Regions from separate parts of the Lactuca sativa genome. Here region 2 is linked to region 1. The links are chromatin contacts, called in public Hi-C maps. All regions are on one chromosome and are shown on one strand. Each heading gives the region's core, a stretch centred on a gene start, on an enhancer-like site or on the middle of the called end of the contact. The rest is flanking DNA. Distances are from core to core; before and after follow the strand shown. Region 1 holds the start of LOC111918308. Region 2 holds the start of LOC111909540 (putative ABC transporter C family member 15).

Region 1 (3,521 bases), core at 764-3,263:
CCCTTATTCGGGTAACCCGGACCGAATAACCCGAAAACCGAATAAGCCTTATTTAATTACCCGAAAACCGAATCGAATTGCTTATTCGGGTCTAATTCGGTTCAGTTCGGTTCGGGTTTTCGGGCCAAATTCTCATCCCTAAGCCCAACCGTCAAAACAGTAGGTGAAAGGAAAAACAATAGACAAACTGTTAACTTTGACTTTTGGTTAAAAATTGGTAAGTAATTAATGGGGATAATGACTTAAAAATGTAATATATTTTTCGATTTGTACACGTTTGGTCACTGAGTTTTTTTTTTCGTCCACATTTACCCCTTTAACTTGTTAAACGGTACACATCCAGTCCTTATGACCGGTTACTCCAGGTTAGCCGGGAAAAATGTCTTATTAGGGTAATATATTTCTCATTTTGTACACATTTAGTCCTTAATATTTTTGTACACATTTAGTCCTTAATATTTTTGTACACATTTAGTCCTTAATATTTTTTTTGTTTCAAAATAAGTCATTTTTTGTTTTTGTACAAATTCAGTACTTATGAATGATTTATTTAGGGTTTTTCTCACGACATCTAACATGAGACTATCATTGATGACATAGACGGTTCTCTTTGGGTGCCCGTAGTGGCACCGACAACCCCTGCTTTTTCTATACGCAATGTAAATTTTTCGATATTATTTTCTTTGACAAAACTTCAAAAATAGTCCATGTAGTTTCCGAAAATATTAAGTTTAGTCTCTAAGTTAAAAAAACCTCACAGATGGTCCATGTGGTTTCAAAACTTTTAACAAATGGTCCTTCCGGCTCACTCCGTTAGTTTTTGGCCGTTAAGTGGAGGGTATTTATGTCATTTCACTGCCACAGGGACCATTTATGAAGATTTGTCTTATTTTAAAAAGAAAAACTAATTATTTAATATTAAAGGGTCCTCTCTCTCTCTCTCTCAAAAACATCCAACCACCTTCTCCATTAGAATTGAAGTTGTTATCTGCTCCTTCTACCATCATCACCACCAGGTGACATCGACCAAGGTAAGTGATTTCATGCCTTTACTCCGATCAAAACACACAAATCCACCGTCATCCCTTCCCTTCAGCAACCCCTTTATTTCGATTGTTCAACAGTAAAATAAGTATCTCCTACCTCCGTTTTCGTTACCTTCACCTTACTTCTACCCTGTCACCACCATCAATCACAGTCCATGGTTTCTTTCAAAGAAGAGAGCAACAAAATCAGAAGACCCTTATTCACTAGTCTAGGTTGGAAGAAACCATTGGAATTGTTCAACCAGTCTCGATTTCTCAATTCCAGTCATGTGTAGGTAAATTCCTAATTCCTTTCACGGGGTGTGATCGAAACTAAATGGGTGTGATATTGCTGCAATTTTCGAGATTCGGTGAATGAGAAAAAAAATTGAGAGATCAGAGATATGAGAGAAGAATTGTGGCCAAGGTTTTGAAGAAGTTCAAGGTTTTATTGAAGGAGAAAGCCTTGTTCTTTAGGTCAATGATCACAACTAACATGCCATTATATAAAATAAAAGAGTACAAACAACAAAATCACAGCTAATAGTGCACCGTCAGATCTAAGAACTCTCAGATATCTTGGTCGCTTCTAAATCAGCTGCTTTTTTCAGAAAACTTTGATCATCATCTTCCACCACCATCTGAATCGACGAAGACCCCAACCCAACGGCAATAGCGAGCATGGTCTTCTTCATTTCCGACCTAAACTCCTCCAGATCAACGGTGCCGTTCGAGTCTTCATCGAAGCTCAGAAACACAGAATCGTAGAGACGGGTAAGCTCCTCCGGGGGCAAGGCGGTGTCAACTCCAGAGTGAGCTTCCAGCAACCTCATGGACTCAAAAGCCTTACGTATCTCGGATCTAGATAGAACGCCGCCGTTGTTGACATCGAGGGAATCGAACTGGGCGTCGACGCTGGTTTTGAACTGAGTTTCGTCGTTAACGAAGGCTTGTACGGTGGACCCGTCGATGATTATTACACCCATACCCATATTTGTATGTTTGTGTTTGTGTGTGTGTCAGAGAGAGAGAGAAAGAGAGAGAGGGAGGACCCTTTAATATTAAATAATTAGTTTTTCTTTTTAAAATAAGACAAATCTTCATAAATGGTCCCTGTGGCAGTGAAATGACATAAATACTCTCCACTTAACGGCCAAAAACTAACGGAGTGAACCGGAAGGACCATTTGTTAAAAGTTTTGAAACCACAGGGACCATCTGTGAGGTTTTTTGAACTTAGGGACAAAACTTGATATTTTCGGAAACCACAGGGACCATTTTTGAAGTTTTGTCTTTTTCTTTTTTCTACTTACCGACAACACCTACTACGAATTGGCAACACCTACTACCAAATCCTGTGCCCGTCCCTGATTGATGAGGTGTTTGAGGCTGTGGATGCTTATGTCCATCGCAGTCTCGACTGATTGGTTGTATAGGTCTTGTGGTTTGACTTAGGTTTTGTATTCCGAACGTCGTAACTTCTTCATACGATATCTGATTTTAACGACCTTTATATCTACATCTTCGTTTTTTAAGTCTGCTATAACTTTCGTTCAGATTACCCCCGTTAAAATATAATATGTTTTTACTTACGATTTTATGAAAAAAAAACATCCATACACGCATTCATAAAAAACGTATGGATATAAAGATCGTAATTAAAAAATATATTACTTTTTAACGGGAGTAATATAATTATATAAACGAAAGTTGTAGTAGAGTGAAATACAAACGCATAGATATAAAGATCGTTAAAATCTGATATAGTATGAAAAAGTTAGGACGTTCAAAACACATGACCTAAGCAACCAAGTAGTCGAGATCGCGATGGACATAAGCATCAAAAGCCTAAACCACCTCGTTAATAATTGTTCCATGTAAGATGTTGTGAGAAAAACTTAAAAAAAAACATTCATAAATATTGAATGATTACAAAAACAAAAATAAATTATTTTGCAACAAAAAACATTAAGGACTAAATGTGTACAAAAATATTAAGGAGTAAATGTGTACAAAATGAGAAATATATTACCCTATTAAGACATTTTTACCAGTTAACCTGGAATAACCGGTCATAAGGACTGAATGTGTACAGTTTAACAAGTTGAAGGGGTAAATGTGAACAAAAAATAAACTCAGTGACCAAATGTGTACAAATCGAAGAATGTATTACCCTTTTAAGTCATTATCCTTAATTAATGTTTTGGCTAGTTTAATGTTTTTCTTTATAAATAATCTTTTATATATATATATATATATATATATATATATATATATATATATATATATATATATATATATATATATATATATATATATATATATATATAAACCCAAAATATTTTAACTATATTCATTTAAAACTTAAAACTCTTTAACTTAACATATAATTACTAATATCAAAAAGCCTTTTATAATTGTATTAAATATTATTTTATGTCTTCTTAGATTTTTTATTTTTGAAATTCTAACAATCTAACTAATATTTTATGTCTTC
Region 2 (3,521 bases), core at 627-3,126, 700 kb before region 1:
TCGAACACTTGGTGGGCAGATGGTTTCATACACTAATTAAGCGATTTCCTAATCATATAAACCACCATACACATATAAAACCAATATGTTTCAGGATTGAAGAAGTAAGAAACATGAAACTAAGATTGAACGGCCATAGTGAAGTGTGAATCAAATTTGCTAACAGGCTCTGTGTAGAAGTAAGAAACATGAAACCAATTTGTAAGAAATGGCTTACCCACGAAGCAGATTTGCTAATAGGCTCTATGTAGATTTGCTTATGAAGCAATACATCTCCAATAGGGTGGAAGGTGCCGAGAGTCATCGAACGACCATAGTGAAGTGGGAATCAGGTTGTCAAGGATATCAGGAATCAGGTCGACAGTGTTGGAATCAGGCCTGTCGACGCATTAGATGTAATTATGTAAACGAAATCGAATTTAGACTATATACGATTAAACAAAATCCCAACAACCACCACGCTTCCATGGCCGACGATCATCGTCATCAAGGTGATTGTTCAACGGATCCTACGGAAGTTTCATCTCGACCTGATCCCAGATTCTAAATTGACGAATTTCATCTCGACCTAATAATGGGGAAGTTTCGCGTTTCCAGTGAAGAAGGATGGTGGTGTAGAGAGTGTTCGATGGAGTTGTGAAGAATGAAGTTTTTTGTTTGCATCCCACATCGCTCATGTTTCCAGTGAAGAAGGAAATTTCGTGTTTATATCCCACATCGCTGGTGGGACAATAGACGAAGGCACACATATCTTATAAAAGGAGAGTTAGTTCCTTTAAAAATTCAAACCCAACTAGGTAGGCTAAAAAAACCCGACCCAACTATATTTTGGGCAAGTTTGCTCCTTTGAGCTGGTGGGTTGAAGTCATTTTGGTCCGATTTTAGGTCCATTTTGGTGCGAATTAGTCCGATTTGGACTGTCTTTGACCGATATTGACAAAGGCCGACTAGCTTACCCGATAACAATTATTCGTAAGCAGTTGGAGTCCGCCAAATGCCTAGGCGCCGATTAATCGGCCGCCTAGACCGATTTTTACAACCTTGATATATATATATATATATATATATATATATATATATATATATATATATATATATATATATATATATATATATATATATATATATATATATATATGTATATATATATATGGTAGATTATGGTAGATATGACACTTTTAAAGTTTATGAAACATAAATATCATATTTAGAAATTAGGTTGGACAAATATAATATTTTGATATTTAAAAATGACATATGAAATTGTCATATTTTTTTCTTCTAATTTCTTATTTTTAGTGCTAAACAAACAAAGTAAATGGACCACACCAAATAAACTACTTAAGAGTCTTTTGCTTATGGATTTAAATAAACACTTTCAGATCAATTGTTTTATTTTGATCATAACGTTTTTGACACCACTAAATAAGCTAAATTAAATGTTTGAATATGCTATTTATTTGAATTTGCTATTTTATTTGTACTTGTCAACTTATTGTGGTACCATATACCTTAACTCATGCATTTTTTTTTCTTAAAATGCTTTCAATACCATATAAGTTAATAATATTTTTTTAAATAAGTTACAATAAGCGATCCAAAAAGAGTTAGTAAAGCTTATATAATTATATTTATGCAAAAAAATATCAACTATATTAGCTAAGCAGCTTTATATTGTTACCTATGAAAACATTAACATGATTTACATAGTTGGTAGCTTATTAAACAATTTATTACATTCCAATGAATCACCCAGGGTATATGAATCATGGGATGTTGGAATCTTTGATAGGGATGTTTGTAACACTCTGAAATTCAATTAATGCGTACATATATACTTTTCTTTGTATTATATATAGTGAATAGTGAAAGAAGGATCAAGACAATTGAAGTATCGACCATAACCTTCAGGCTCATATTCCTCTCACCAACCCACCGTTTGAAGAATCGACACGTGAGTCGCTAAAACCCTTTACAGATCCACATTTCTTAGACTCATCCAATCTTGGATATACATTACCTAATAAATAATTTTATCTTCCATAGTTTTTGTATCCTTTTGTTTCCCCCTTTTCGATTTTTCATTATAGTAATCATTGTTTTGATGTGGGGGTTTTGTTCTTTAATCGATTTTAGTTTCGTTTTCGAGTTGTATAAAGGGGCTTTCGAGGTTCTCGAGTTTCCGTCAATGGCGGCCATTTTGAATACTGGCAATGTGTCTTTCTTCCTGTGGTTATTCATCTGGGGATTCGCTGATATTCTAAAGCAAACAAGGGGTGAAAGAACAAGATTTTCGATTAATTTCTCACGTTTTTCAAAGATTACTCTCGCCTCCAACTTTATAATCCTGATTTCTCATATTGGTTTTTGTGTGTACAAGTTCTTGAAGCACGAGGTTGTACCTTCCGAGTCTGTCACCTCTGCATTAACATGGTCTTTAGCCACTATTGTTACTGTGTATTCATTCTTCAGTAGAAGAGATGAACATACACGAAAATGGCCATGGGTGCTTGTTCTATTCTGGTGTTTTTCCATGATTCTTGATTCAGTTTCAGTCACTTTCATCATCTTCAACTATCTTAAATCCAAAAACATGCATATATTTCTTTCAAAATCGAATCTTGTCGACATGGCCACCTTCCCATTTTCAATTCTTTTGTGTTTCGATGGTCTAACATATCGTGTCACCAAGAAACACGAAGAACTAGATGAACCATTGCTCCAAGAAACTAGCAAAGACACTAGCGCTTTTACAAAATCAGGAATTTGGAAAAGGGTTACATTTAATTGGTTAAACCCTCTTTTTGAATTGGGTCATGCTCAAAAACTCGAGTTTAATCATGTTCCTTCGATTCCTGAATCTGAAACTGCTCAAGAAGCTGCATGTTTGTTGGAAGAGTCGCTTCAAAAACAAAAAACTCGAGGCTCAGTATTAACCATGGCGATAATTCATGCTATACGACAATCTTTAGCAATAAACGCGATATTTGCAGGTAAGTTCTTGCCTTTCTTTTTCTTGAATTCAGTTTTTTGGGAACAAAGTTTACGAATATGTTTATTAGTTGTACTTTGTTGAAGAGCTTTTGGTTTCTAATAAATTTTTAATGAGTTTGCTACCACCCAATGGTGATTTTTGCATAAAGTTGTCATCTTTGTCGACAATATAACTTATATTTAGTATTTGGGTTTCATGTGATTAATTGCATAAAGTTGTTAATTTTGTAGTTTTTCATCAATTATATTTAAATCTATAAAGTTGTTACGAAGTTTGTTCTTTACAACCACGAATATAATCCAAGAGATCCTCCAACGGACCACCAACACACAAACATATAGGACAAAGTTACAAAAGTTGAAGCTAATATGAATGCACATGGTTGAAGTTATTAAAAAAGTATTTCTTTTTTACTATTCTTGTGACTTTTCTTTTCAAGTTAGACGTGTTTGTTAAATGGAGCTACACAAAAATGGTTTTTAGTTAATCGACTTCAATGTCGACAACTGACTAGGCTTATTAAACT

The links. A called contact is a pair of places that touch in the nucleus more often than the background predicts.
Region 2: a contact with region 1 is called in a Hi-C map of leaf, with 8 times the contacts expected there. The contact joins the promoter of LOC111909540 here to the promoter of LOC111918308 in region 1. A contact is called at or near these places in 3 of 4 Hi-C or Micro-C datasets (bud, leaf and seed).

The regions. Positions count from the first base shown.
Region 1 is chr8:280,439,268-280,442,788 of Lsat_Salinas_v11, reverse strand. It overlaps LOC111918308, which reads right to left and starts at 2,013. Exons shown (of 1, transcript XM_023913988.2): 1 at 1,585-2,013. The coding sequence starts at 2,011. The coding sequence ends at 1,586.
Region 2 is chr8:281,139,068-281,142,588 of Lsat_Salinas_v11, reverse strand. It overlaps LOC111909540 (putative ABC transporter C family member 15), which reads left to right and starts at 1,876. Exons shown (of 9, transcript XM_023905341.3): 1 at 1,876-2,993. The coding sequence starts at 2,105.